Linked DNA regions of Ovis aries: region 1 is linked to region 2. A link is a contact called in public Hi-C data. All regions are on one chromosome and are shown on one strand. Each heading gives the region's core, a stretch centred on a gene start, on an enhancer-like site or on the middle of the called end of the contact. The rest is flanking DNA. Distances are from core to core; before and after follow the strand shown.

Region 1 (6,249 bases), core at 2,210-4,709, 170 kb before region 2:
AAGGGAGACGTGGACAGCAGAGGATGAGATGTTTGGATGAAATCATCTGCTCAATGGACATGAGTTTGAGCAAACTCTGGAAGATGGTGAAAGACAGGGAAACCTGATGTGCTGCAGACCATGGGGTCGCAGAGAGTCAGACACGACTGCGAGACTGAACCGAACTGAACAGTTCTAATATGGCCAGCAGGGGGCGAACTGCTCTTCAGTTTAGTGTTGGAATCTAAATTGCAGGGGCTGCAGTTTTCTAGGTTCCATTTTATACTATCTAGGTTTGTCATAGCTTTCCTTCCAAGGAGCAAGCGTCTTTTAATTTCTTGGCTGCAGTTACTATCTGCAGTGATTTCGAAACCCAAGAATATAAAATCTGTCACTGCTTCCACTTTCCCCCCTTCTATTTGCCGTTAAGTGATGGGACTGGATGCCAGGATCTTAGTTTTTGAATGTTGAGTTTTAAGTCAGCTTTCTCACTTTCGTCTTTCACCGTCATCAAGAGACTCTTTAGTTCTTCTTCACTTTTTGTCATTAGAGTGGTATTATCGTCTACCTATCTGAGATTATTTCTATTTCTCCCAGCAGTGTTTATTCCAGCTGTGATTCATTCAGCCTGGCATTTCACAACATGCTTCCCTGATAACTCAGTTGGTAAAGAATCTGCCTGCAATGCAGAAGACCCTAGTTCGATTCGTGAGTTGGGAGGATCCCCTGAAGAAGGGATAGGCTACCCACTCCAGTATTCCTGGGCTTCCCTTGTGGCTCAGTTGGTAAAGAATCCACCTAAAATGCAGGAGATCAGGATTCGATCCCTGAGTTGGGAAGATCTCCTGAAGAAGGGAAAGGCTACCCACTCCAGTATTCTGGCCTAGAGAATTCCATGGACTGTATAGTCCATGGGGTCGCAAAGAGCTGGATACTACTGAGCAATTTTCACACACTGCATATAAGTTAAATAAATAGGGAGACAATATACAGCCTTGTCGGTCTCCTTGCCCAATTTTGAACCAGTCAATTGTTCTATGTCTGGTTCTAACTGTTGCTTCTTGAACCACATACAGCTTTCTCTGGAGACAGGTGAGGTGGTCTGGTATTCCCATCTTTTTAAGAATTTCCACAGATGGCTGTGATCCACACGAAGGCTTTAGCATAGTCAATGAAGCCCAAGTAGATGTTTTTCTGGAATTCCCTTTCTTTCTCCAAGATCCAACGAATGTTGGCAACTTAATATCTGGTTCTTCTGCTTTGAAATCCAGCTTGAACATCTGAAAGTTCTTGGTTCACATAGTGCTGAATCCTAGCTTGAAGGATTTTGAGCATAACCTTGCTAGCATGTGAAATGAGTGCAATTGTACCATAGTTTTAACATTCTTGATTGCCCTTCTTTGGTATTGAATGAAAACACGTTTTCCAGTCAGGTGGCCACTGCTGAGTTTTCCAATGATACATTTTTGCATAAAAACCTAAGACATAGTAGCTTAAAATAATGATTTAATATTTCTCATTACTCCTTGGGTGTGCTCAGCTGGATGTTTGTTTGTGTTTGTTGTTGGTTTTGTTTTTTTTTCTTTTTTTTTTTTTTGGATAGTCTCCTTTGGGGCTGTTCATACAGCTGCAGTTATCTGGCAGCTCCACTGGAGTTAGACCACCAGATGGCCTCACATTCTTGTTTGAGCCCTTAGAACAAGGCTGTGAGTTGAGCCTCTCTCCTACGTAGTCTTTCATCACTCAATAGTTAAGCATCGACCTCCTTACACGGTGGCAGGAGCATTTTCAGAGCTGAAACCTTAAGCCGCATGGTGACCACATCAGTGGACAACCTCATTAGTGGAAAAAAGTCACTTCTGCCACATTTGGTTGGTCAAAATAAGTCACAAGTCTAGGATTGAGCAGCAAAGTCATATTGAAAAGAGGTAACCAGAGTGGCAAAAACCAACAATCTACTCCAATGGTTAAATAAGGACACAATAGGAGGAAAACCAGTGAAACAGAGAAAGAAAATTCAGTTGACAGATATATGAAATCTCCCTGGTCTGCACTAAATTGGAGAAATAAGTCAAAGTCCAAAATTATCCAACATAGGATTTTTTAACCAAAGATTAAGTGTACAGTTCTCTGAGACCCAATCTCTGAAGAAGGAAAGATCCCAAATATCATAGAAAGTCTAAGACAACCTCATTCCATCCCTACCCTGCCCTTGAGCTTCAGACAATTGAATAGGATACAAAATTATTCCTCCCTGACACAGTAGTTTAAAGGAAAACACAAACAATTCTCAGATGCAACTAGATGACTGCTTCATCTCAGAATAATATACAATGAGTAATATAAAAAGAAATGGCACTAAACTCAGCAAATTACTGCAGGATGAAAAAGGAGGAAGGATGAATGTGGGGGAGGGGTGGTTAGGGGTAGGAAGGAAGGACTGTAGAAAGGGAGGAAGGGAGGGTTCGTTTCATCTATTTCATCTAGAAGAAAAACACATAGGTCAAAAGAGTGGGAAGAAATGTTTCACATTACAGGACAGGCTAATAGAAATATGAATCCAGAAAATAAAATAAACTTAAGGAAGACATGGTAGAACAATAGAAGGATTTTTAAAACAGGGGATAACAGGTTCAAAGCAGTAATAATATAGAAAAAATAAATTACAAATAAAGAAGAAAAATATTGCTGAAAAAAATGGAATCAGGATCATATAAAGATGCTGGAAATACTCATAATGTTTGAAAATACAAAACAAAAGGATTAACGCAACGATCAAGAAGTTAATAAACTAGAAAGAATGTTATCACTGGGAGCCTGCATCGATGAGTGCTATTTTCCTCTTTATATTTTACAATATATTTTTAAATTTCCAAAATTAAAATAAAATCTATCAATTAGGAAAATTTATTTAAAATTTTTTCGATATGGACTATTTTAAAATTCTTTATTGAATTTGTTACAATATTGCTTCTGTTTCATGTTTTGGTTTTTTGGCCATGACATAGGAGGCATCTTAACTCCCCCACCAGGGACTGAACCCACACCCCCTGCATTGGACCACCAGTGAGTCCCAGGAATTATTACATTTTTAAGAGAGGTTATAAGAAGTAGGGAAGTTTGGGGAGGTGATCTGAAACCGGAGTTTCAAACAAAGGAGAGAGATTGGTGAAGAAATAAGGTCAGGAAATAAAAACCAGTTACTTTTTTGTTCTCTCCCATAGTGAGAGAAGATTGTGAGGGTGTCAGAGGGGGCAAACCCAGCAGGGTTAATACTTTAGTCAAATAGAAGGACACACACATAGTCAAAGCAGAGACATGGGATCATTCAGAGGTAGGAATCAGAGATGTGTGTGAGAAAGAAGGGTTAATCATTAAGAAAACAAAGTCCTCCAGGCAGTGAGGAGTCAGGTCTGGGGAAGAAAAGAGCCACACTTCCTCTCTGATACATTAGAAGGAAGTTGGCTCAGGTGTGTGTGCATGCAGAAAATGGAAAGGAAGTTGATCAAAGACAAATGTCTTGTGCAGTATGGCAGAATTCAAGTCAGAATGTGCCTTTTGGAATTATGTTAGCATTCCCATGGCAACCAGCAGGGTAATGAGTGAATGGCATATATAAACTGTTAATCTGTATCTAGTCAATATCCCTCGGTATTGGGTACTTTCTGCTCTTTGGACTTTTTACCACCTATATAGATATGGGGAAAGACACTTCAGGTACTTTATGAATTTTTAAAATATCTTTTGCCTAACTGAATTTTACTGTTTCTTTTCAGATTATGAAATTAATGCATTATAGAAGAATAAGAAAGTGAAGATCATTCCAAATGCCGCCACTCAGATATAATTACTGTTAATGTTTTAAGGTGTTTACTTCCTGTGGGAACAATAGAGAGAAGGAAAAAGAGGGGAAAGAGGAAGAAAAGGGATTTTCTTTTCCCTTTCACCAAAATGGATACATTATCACATGCCATTTTAGAAGCTGTCATTTTCAATTCCTATTGAAATTGAAAGTGAAGTTTTCTACTTTAATAAATTTAGATAAGCATCACATTTTAAGAGTGTATTATATTATATGAATATACTATATCATTACTGTTTCTCTAATAATAGCCAACCATTTAGATCGAATATTACTTTGTATCTTCTGACAGTTGGATAATGGCTTCTTTAGAACAAATCTGAAGAACTGAAAGTTCTTCAAACTGAAGACTGAAGTGTTTATGGACAATTTTTAGATTTCAGAACACAATCATCAGATCACTGTCAGAGATGTCAGAGTATCTTGCCTTGTGATGCCCTTCTCAAGGTCTCACTGCCTATTAACTTTGAAACAGTGGAAATTTGCATCTTTTTAATCTTTTCCCCATATGGTAAGCACAAAAATGTTAATTCACAAAGAAAAACATTTGTATGCACTTAGATTTGCTCTTTGCATTTTTTTCTTACAAATGCCTTAATCCAAACTGTTGCCCATTCTTCAACAGAGGGTTTATGTATCTTGGTTATGTTTTTAAAAGGCTTTTTGAAAAATTGGTGAGATGTCCTACTATTAATATTTACACTATTAATAAATGTATTTCAAGAACTGTTTTAGAGTTCAGTTACTGATGAAGTAGAACTTGATGACTTGAACATTTTCCAGGTGTTTATGAAGAAGGCAACGTGATATACTCCTTAAACATATGAACTTTTCCAGGATCTGAGTTCAAGTCCCTGCCAGGGATAACCCACTAGTCACAGTTAGATGGTTATTTTCATATTACAGGATTGTTTAGAAAATATATATAAACCATCTAGCGCAATGTCTGGAACAAGATAAGCATCCAGTAATGGGTAGTTATTATAATTATCGTCATATTTGATATCATCTCAAAGACTTTTGTTGTTATAATAATATTATTGATGCACTGGTTATTAAGTTTAGTCATTTGTCAACCTTCCATCAGAGAGGGATGGGGTGACTTAACCCATCTCTAACACTTCTTAGTTTGCTACCATCATAGGCAATGCTAGATTCCATTGCCCTAAATTTCAAAAATAGGAGGAAGAGTTAGGAAAGAGGAAAATCTCTCTTCTTTAGTAAAGGGAAGTCACCTGAAATCTATTTGTTCCAGGTGCTCCAGGGTGGTTGTTACCACCTACTTATTTCCTTCCAGGCTGATCTGTTTCCCCCCCCCCCCCTGCAGAACGTGTTACTGGAGTTGATGAACATGAGAACTAGATCAGATGTGAGGGCCCCTCTTGGGGCCCTACGTGAACTGAACTCCCTTCACTTCCATTCCCATCCTGAGCTTAGTCAGGAGGTTCATTCTCGCTCAGGTTTGCACTGCCAATAATGAAACAGTTTGGAGCAAGCAAGATAGACTTATACTAAGCCAGAGAATAGAGAAGAGGCGCTTGAGCACCAAAAGCGACAGTTCCCCAGAGGAAGGGAGTAAGGGAATTTTAAAGATCGAGAGGCAGACAGGTCAGCAGGGCTCCAGGAAAGGGGTGGGGATTTCAAGGGGCAGCCCAGGAACGTGCAGTCTTCCAAGCTCCTTTGCACACAGCATAGTGCCAAGCATAGTGCCAGTCAGTTCAGTTCAGTCGCTCAATCATGTCTGACTCTTCGCGACCGCATGATAGTGCAAATCCCTCCTTGTGGGGAGATCTTAGCCTGGTGATAAAGCAGAGGTAACTCTACACTCCCCCAGGTTTCATCTGTGCAAGCATGTTCTGTGGTCAAGTAAGAGCCCAGTTGGGGGCAGCTGATTGCTGTGTCTCTCTCAAAGTATGCGTCCCTCTCAGTACAGCTGCAAAGCATCTCTGCTCAACACCAGGTACTTTTGAAACAAACACAGAAATGAGTCAGGGCCAGCGTCCGTCAGCTTTGAGCGGTTGGTATGGAAACAGAGAGAAATCAAGACACGGAAAGCAGTGACCTTTAGCTTTCTTTGTCCACCGTCTTGGATTAAATCAGTTCAGTTTGATTTTGCCCACGCCTTTGTGGTATCCTGTTGGTAAAACACAAGTAGCTTGTATGGTTAAAAAAGAGAAGAGAAAGTTTTTGCTCCTGGAGTGTGGGCTACAAAGCGTGGTCGACACTGCCATGCATCTGCACCTTTGCCAGCGAATATTTATGACAACTTGTTACTGGAGAAACACTAAGTGCTTTGTGGAGGGGTTTTCACTTGACATGTCAAAACTGGAAAATTCCCTCTTGTGCTTTCACTTCATCAGGCATCATACTTTCCACAGGATATATAGTCAATGAAACAACTGTGAATG
Region 2 (6,387 bases), core at 983-3,482:
CTTCACGAGGGCAGAGGTCTTTATCTGTGTTGTTCACAAATGTATTCAAGAGTCCTGAACATTGTCTGCCACAAAGTAGGTGCTCAATAAATATTTGCTTTAAAAAAGGCAATAAGTTGTTACCTCCATGCTCTTAAACTCATTGTCATAACCATGGTTGCCTCCTCCACAGTATGAATATGCTCTATTCCTATAAAAAAAATATTATTACACTGTGATCAGTCTATTTTGATATGAGACCTTATTGCAAACTGAGCTTTCTAGGTTTTGATGTGGTTTCTGCTTTTATATAAGTAAAATTTTCTGTCAACAATAGCATAGATATATTTATTTTCATGCTCAAATTCACAGCCACAGAAGAACAAAGAGAATGGTAGGAGAGAAGGAAGGAGAATTCCAGCATCTATAAATAGAATTAAAAAATGTTTGACTCCTAAACATTAAGGGAAAGATAAACAAAGTCACATATTTTTTAAAAAATTGTCATAGTAAAACTTGTTTTAAAAAAATGTTTTATTTATTTATTTATTTCAATGTTTTATTGAATAGATATTTGGTTTTCCTAAGATTATTGGAACTATTTGATTGAGGTGAATTCAGTTTTAAATTCTGTGTGGCAAGTTAGAGTATTCATTAACGAAAGAAAGAAAAGGTCTTTTGAACCAAGTAATTGATAAAATTCTCTAAAATTGATCCTTTATTTATTTTTCTGTTTTCAGAAAAAAAAAAATCTAGTTTTTGTTTGTTTTTATAGTTCCAGCTCCTAATCCAACTCCATTAGAAAAACATTAGTATTACAAAACTGCATTTGGAAGCAAAAGACAAAAATAGTGTTTGAAAAACTCTATTTTCTATGGTTTTCCAAATGAAAACTTTAGAAATTTGTTCTCCTAATTACTCATGTTCAAGTGTTCCGAACACTAATTTGGCTCTGGAAATTATATATGGAAAAACGGAAGCTGGCACTTGGAAAAGATGAAATGATTTTATCTTTCAAAATTTAGCTCAAATTCCAAGTACTATCTAAAACCTCTTGGAGCAAATTCTCTTTTCTCTTCTCTGTGTTTAATTAATTAATAAAGTCAAAATCAAGGCCCCATTTCTCTGCCACAGCTGGATAACGACAAAGATGGGCGATGAGCAAGACCTCTCCTGATACCCGATTAGTTACCAAGTCCTATCTTTCTCTGCCATATCGGTCACTTTTCCTTCGCTTTTCTCTTCTACTCCCACTGCTCTGTGCTATGATGGATCTGACCTTAACTGGTTATCCTGACTCTGAACTTCAGAATCTTCCATGTAACACACACATACACACACACCCTCAAATGTATTTAACACTATATATCCCTCCTGGAAATGGAAACACGTGTTTTAATGAGTACAAATGTGAGACAGAATAAAAGGAGCCAGTAACTTTCTGGAAAATCTAAGTCATGAGTTCACCATACATATTTGCCCAGTCGTGTGCTAACTGACTAGTTTTACCACCCCCCATGGCTCCAAGGTTCCCTTGGGGATGTCATCATGCTAAAGAATGGGTTATGACCTGTGATGGCTCAGGTAGTAAAGCATTTGCCTGCAATGCGAGAGACTTTGGTAGGGTCTCTGGGTCAGGAAGATCCTCTGGAGAAGGGAATGGCTACCCACTCCAGTTTTCTTGCCTGGAGAATTCCATGGACAGAGGAGCCTGGTGGGCTACAGTCCATGGGGTCAAAAAGAGTCAGACACGACAGAGCTACTAACACTTTTTCACTTTTCTAACTGGCCTCCGTGCTACTCACTTGACCATCCTCTTCCTTAGGGCAGCTGGAGTGAGTGCTCTGAAATGCAAATCCCAACCTTTTCACCCTGAGCCACCTTCTATCTCTGAGTGCTCTGCTCTCCTACTTTCTTTACAAAGTCACATTCCTTAGTCGTGACAAATAAGGCCCTTTGTGCAGAGGTCAGCTTTACTCACTAGGCGCTAATAGCAATATGGATCTACTTTCAGCTGATGGAGTCTGATCCTTCTGCCTGGAAACCTGACACTATCTTTCCACCTTCCTTTGCCCCAGAGTTCCTACTGGCTTAAAAAAAAAATAATAAAGGACTCCACTGCTCTGAGCTGAGCAATCAGAGAAAGAAGCACCTCTGAGAAGTTACAAGCTGCCAGTGCTCAAGGCTTGGCAAGCAGATGAGTGCCTTCCAGCAAGGAAACTAGGTCCATCTCCTCCTGTAAACACAGCCTGTCAAGGCTTGTTGAGCTGAGCAAGGGTTAGATTTCCTCTCTCACTCATCTTCTGGGCTGAGTGTCTCTGTACAATGGCTCAGAATGACAACTGCCTGGGCAGACCTGCTATGTCACAGCATGTAGCCTAACCCATCCTGAGTCTTTAAAACCTAGAGCAGAAGTCAGGCCCTCCAGAAAGTGTTCTCTGACATTCTCTGGCATTTGCACCCACAGTGTGAAATCACTCTTTTTGTTTCCTTGTGCCTTGTCCTTGATCCCACTGCAACAGCTGCTACACCTGATTAGAATTGTTGCCATCCTCTCTGCCTGGGTGACTATCTTCAGTGGGGACTGTGTCTATCTCCACTGTGAGAAAGGTGCCTGGACTTACTTATTATTTGTCAGTTTCCATTCATAAAATAAAAAGCTATTATTCATGTTATTTAAAAGGAAACTTTAACATTACTTCAACTAGTTTCAAATAACTGGGTTCCTCCAAACTAGTAAAATCTAACACATTTTTAAAAGGGCAAAACAAGGAGGAGAAGGAGGAAAATAGATTATATTAAATGATAAAATTTGCTGTAATTTTCAACAATGGAATCTAATCTACTTATCAAATAATTAACATTATAACTAAAGATGATGTATTTTAACTTAGAAAACAGGTAGCCTGAGCTTCATGTGTTAAGAGCTGGAGATAGAATAACCCCAAGATCTAATCAGGTGAGACTTTCCTGTTGCTCTGGTTGGGGCTGTGGTCAACAATTCCTCTGATGTAAGTTAGTTTACTTTGTGTTCACATAGCAAGAGAATAGTAAAACCAGGTTCATGATATGTTGCAGCTGAGAAAATGAAGCCTTGAAATATTAATATGCCCAAGTTCTCACAACCTGAACTTTGGGGCTGCTGCCCTGTTTACATCTCACTGCTCAAGAAGGAAATGACAACCCACTCCAGTGTTTTTGCAAGAAAAGTTATGACCAACCTAGATAGCATTATCAAAAGCAGAGACATTACTTTGCCGACTAAGGTCCATCTAGTCAAGGCTATGGTTTTTCCTGTGGTCATGTATGGATGTGAGACTTGGACTGTGAAGAAGGCTGAGCGCCGAAGAATTGATGCTTTTGAACTGTGGTGTTGGAGAAGACTCTTGAGAGTCCCTTGGACTGCAAGGAGATCCAACCAGTCCATTCTAAAGGAGATCAGCCCTGGAATTTCTTTGGAAGGAATGATGCTAACACTGAAACTCCAGTACTTTGGCCACCTCATGAGAAGAGTTGACTCATTGGAAAAAACTCTGATGCTGGGAGGGATTGGGGGCAGGAGGAGAAGGGGACAACAGAGGATGAGATGGCTGGATGGCATCACTGACTGGATGGACGTGAGTCTGAGTGAACTCCGGGAGATAGTGATGGATGGGGAGGCCTGGCGTGCTGCGATTCATGGGGTCGCAAAGAGTCGGACACGACTGAGAGACTGAACTGAACTGAACTGAATAAAGACTGAAACCCAGAGGTATTACTGTGGCTGGACTCTCCTTCCAGAGCCCATAGTCCATGCTGTCAAACCCATGGGCACTTTCTCATGTTGTACTATTAGCCTCCTAATTCATATCCTTATACCATTTGATCTCATATCCTTAACAGTAAATATCTGGAGAACTCACATTTATATATTACAAACCCACACGGCTAAAAACTTATAATCTAACAGAAGTAAAGCTTAATCATGTTCATATATTTTAATCTTTTTCTTAGAGAATGCTGTCCTAAGGCACAGGACAGCCCACTGAGCCGAAGGGGCTCAGACTTCAAGAAGAAAGGCTAGTGCCATCTAGTGGCACTATGTTAAACTGCACTCTCTCTGGCCGAGTGGTGCTCTGCTTGGCTTTCCTGTTACCTCAGAAAATACTCTAGTGCATCTTCAGTTCCTCATTCTGTACACATTTATATTAGAGCCCAGCTTCTTCTCTTCCTTCATCGCCTCTTCCTTTATTAAACATATCTTTCAGCTACTGTGCCTTTATTTTCCTCTGTATTATGTAACATACAAATAAGATAGGCCAGAAAACATAATATGAACCTGATTTCACTTATATCCACTTACACATATGAAAAAAAATACTGTAATAAAATACAAGAAATAGGGACTGTGAGATAGGGAATGTAAAAGGGAATGTAAACTACCAGATAGGGTGTATTTATTTGTGTACTGGCTTATTATCAGACTTCTCCACTTGATGAGGAGGGCAGGAATTATTTCTGTATCCCAAAAACCTAGAACAAGGTTTGGTACACACGGAGAAAGCACAGATAAAATTTTGCCGAATCAATGAATTAATTTGTTATTTGGGGATGGAATTATGGATTATATTTTCTGAAAACAGACATATTTTGCAGATGCTCAATGATCAATGTGAATCACAATTGTAACTAGAAAAAAAAAGTTATAACTAATTGGTTAGCTTGGCCTTACAGACATAAGCATGCTCTTTCAGAGAAACCACAAAGATGACAAAGATCTTATAGAGCCATCTAATCAGTTACTCATTACCAGCCTGTGAGACAACTAAAATCATTTTTATATCCTGTCTGCCACCTAACGGAGACCAGAGTGGAGACTGAGAACGTGCTGGTACCAATAATCTCTGTAACAATTGATAAATAGTCAGCCTTCTTCCTCATTCTTATCTACATTGTGAATGCTAAGGCTGGCAACTTAGTAACAGTCATTTCATATACAGAAGTGCTAGATAACATATAAAAGATCAAGAAATTGTCATGCTCAGGAAGATTCATGTGATCATAATAACAGGATAAGGTCAAGGAAATTTATTATGAAAGATGATTGTTAAAAGTATTACAAGAAACATTAGACACACAAACCTCACAGCTAGCCACTGTCGATCCACCAAAAGATTGACTTTGTCAATTCTGACATGTTTGGCAAAATGTAGGCGTTTTGGCAAATCAGGACTCAAATAGGGCTTGAAATGCTGATCAGGTTTTCGGCACTGAAAAAGAGGTAAATTATTGCTTCCTGACATCTATAAAATGAGCAAACTCTGCACAAATGTAATGGATTTCCAAAGCCTGTGTTATCAAATCCCTTTGCACCTCTGGGATTATTAGGCATTTGCCCTTCCTCAACTCACCAACAGACTTAAGGGAAAACAACGTGTGGATTTAGAGTCTGTATATTAAAAATTCACTACACTGCCCCTCCATCAGCATGGGTACACTACATGTAAACCCTCGCTAGCAGGGGTAAAATGACCCCTCATGCTTATTCAAGATCAGGATATTAGGCGCAAGAGAAAAAAGGAGTGATTAACATGAAGGCCTTTCTGCTTAAGCACTCATTCCTACTTCAAATTTGCAGTGTGTCCCAGGTTATAGTAACTATTCTTTCCCTAGTGTTTCTTTATCTTCAGTCACTCACATTTTATTCTGCTTTTACTATAATTGCATATTACCTATATGTAAATAAATCTAGCCCCACCCTAAGCAATGGTTAACCTATGAATCCATGTAAATAGATATATATTTGCAAATATACTTTAAACACAGAATTATTAAAACCACTACACACTCTCCAGAAGTGGTGAACTTCACCTTGAAAAATCCCAATTGCTTTGAGCTATCTAGATTTGCCCTGCTTTTACAACCTGAGATGCAAGAGCCGATTAAAAGCAGTTTCAATTACACTTAAAGAAATGACTGCTCTTAACTGTATAAAAAGATCTATAAAATCCATGATTTGCTATTTCTGATATTAAATCATACAAAAATGTGAAAAATGATGTTGCCCAAAACTCACTAGCCTAGATCCTTTGAATGAAACATTAGCCCACTCAATTTAGAAGTCAGTGAAACTGGTACCAAAACAAATTTCCTATAGTGGTGTCAATTTCAAAATAAAAACAGCTAAAATAAAAGCAACTGACAGGAATATAAAAAAAATTGTGACTGAGGTTTAAGAAATAAATTATAAATGGTTTGGACTGGATAATACAGAATACAATTTTCTTGAAACCCAGATTAAAGACACTATATTAATCTAGATATATGTATTAGGAGACAGTATACTTACACTGAGGTTCCTAACAATTTCTTCAGAATTAACTGTTGGAAAAGAAAAACAAGTCATATTATAATTGAAACTTCACAACT

The links. Hi-C and Micro-C count contacts between places; a contact is called where the count stands out from the background.
Region 1: a Hi-C map of tail adipose tissue shows a contact between it and region 2, with 6 times the contacts expected there. The contact joins two enhancer-like sites. A contact is called at or near these places in 8 of 16 Hi-C or Micro-C datasets (blood, hypothalamus, liver and 4 more).

What each region holds. Positions count from the first base shown.
Region 1 is chr8:57,302,006-57,308,254 of ARS-UI_Ramb_v3.0, reverse strand. No RefSeq gene overlaps it. Among named protein-coding and RNA genes, the nearest start is that of CCN2, 51 kb to the left of the region's middle. Within about 2 kb of position 3,459, at least 3 of the 54 cell types and tissues checked have an H3K27ac peak or open chromatin away from gene starts, as enhancers often do.
Region 2 is chr8:57,132,901-57,139,287 of ARS-UI_Ramb_v3.0, reverse strand. ENPP3 (ectonucleotide pyrophosphatase/phosphodiesterase 3) reads right to left here. Exons shown (of 25, transcript XM_004011325.6): 14 at 6,308-6,339; 15 at 5,101-5,228; 16 at 124-190. Among named protein-coding and RNA genes, the nearest start is that of ENPP3, 61 kb to the right of the region's middle. Within about 2 kb of position 2,232, at least 4 of the 54 cell types and tissues checked have an H3K27ac peak or open chromatin away from gene starts, as enhancers often do.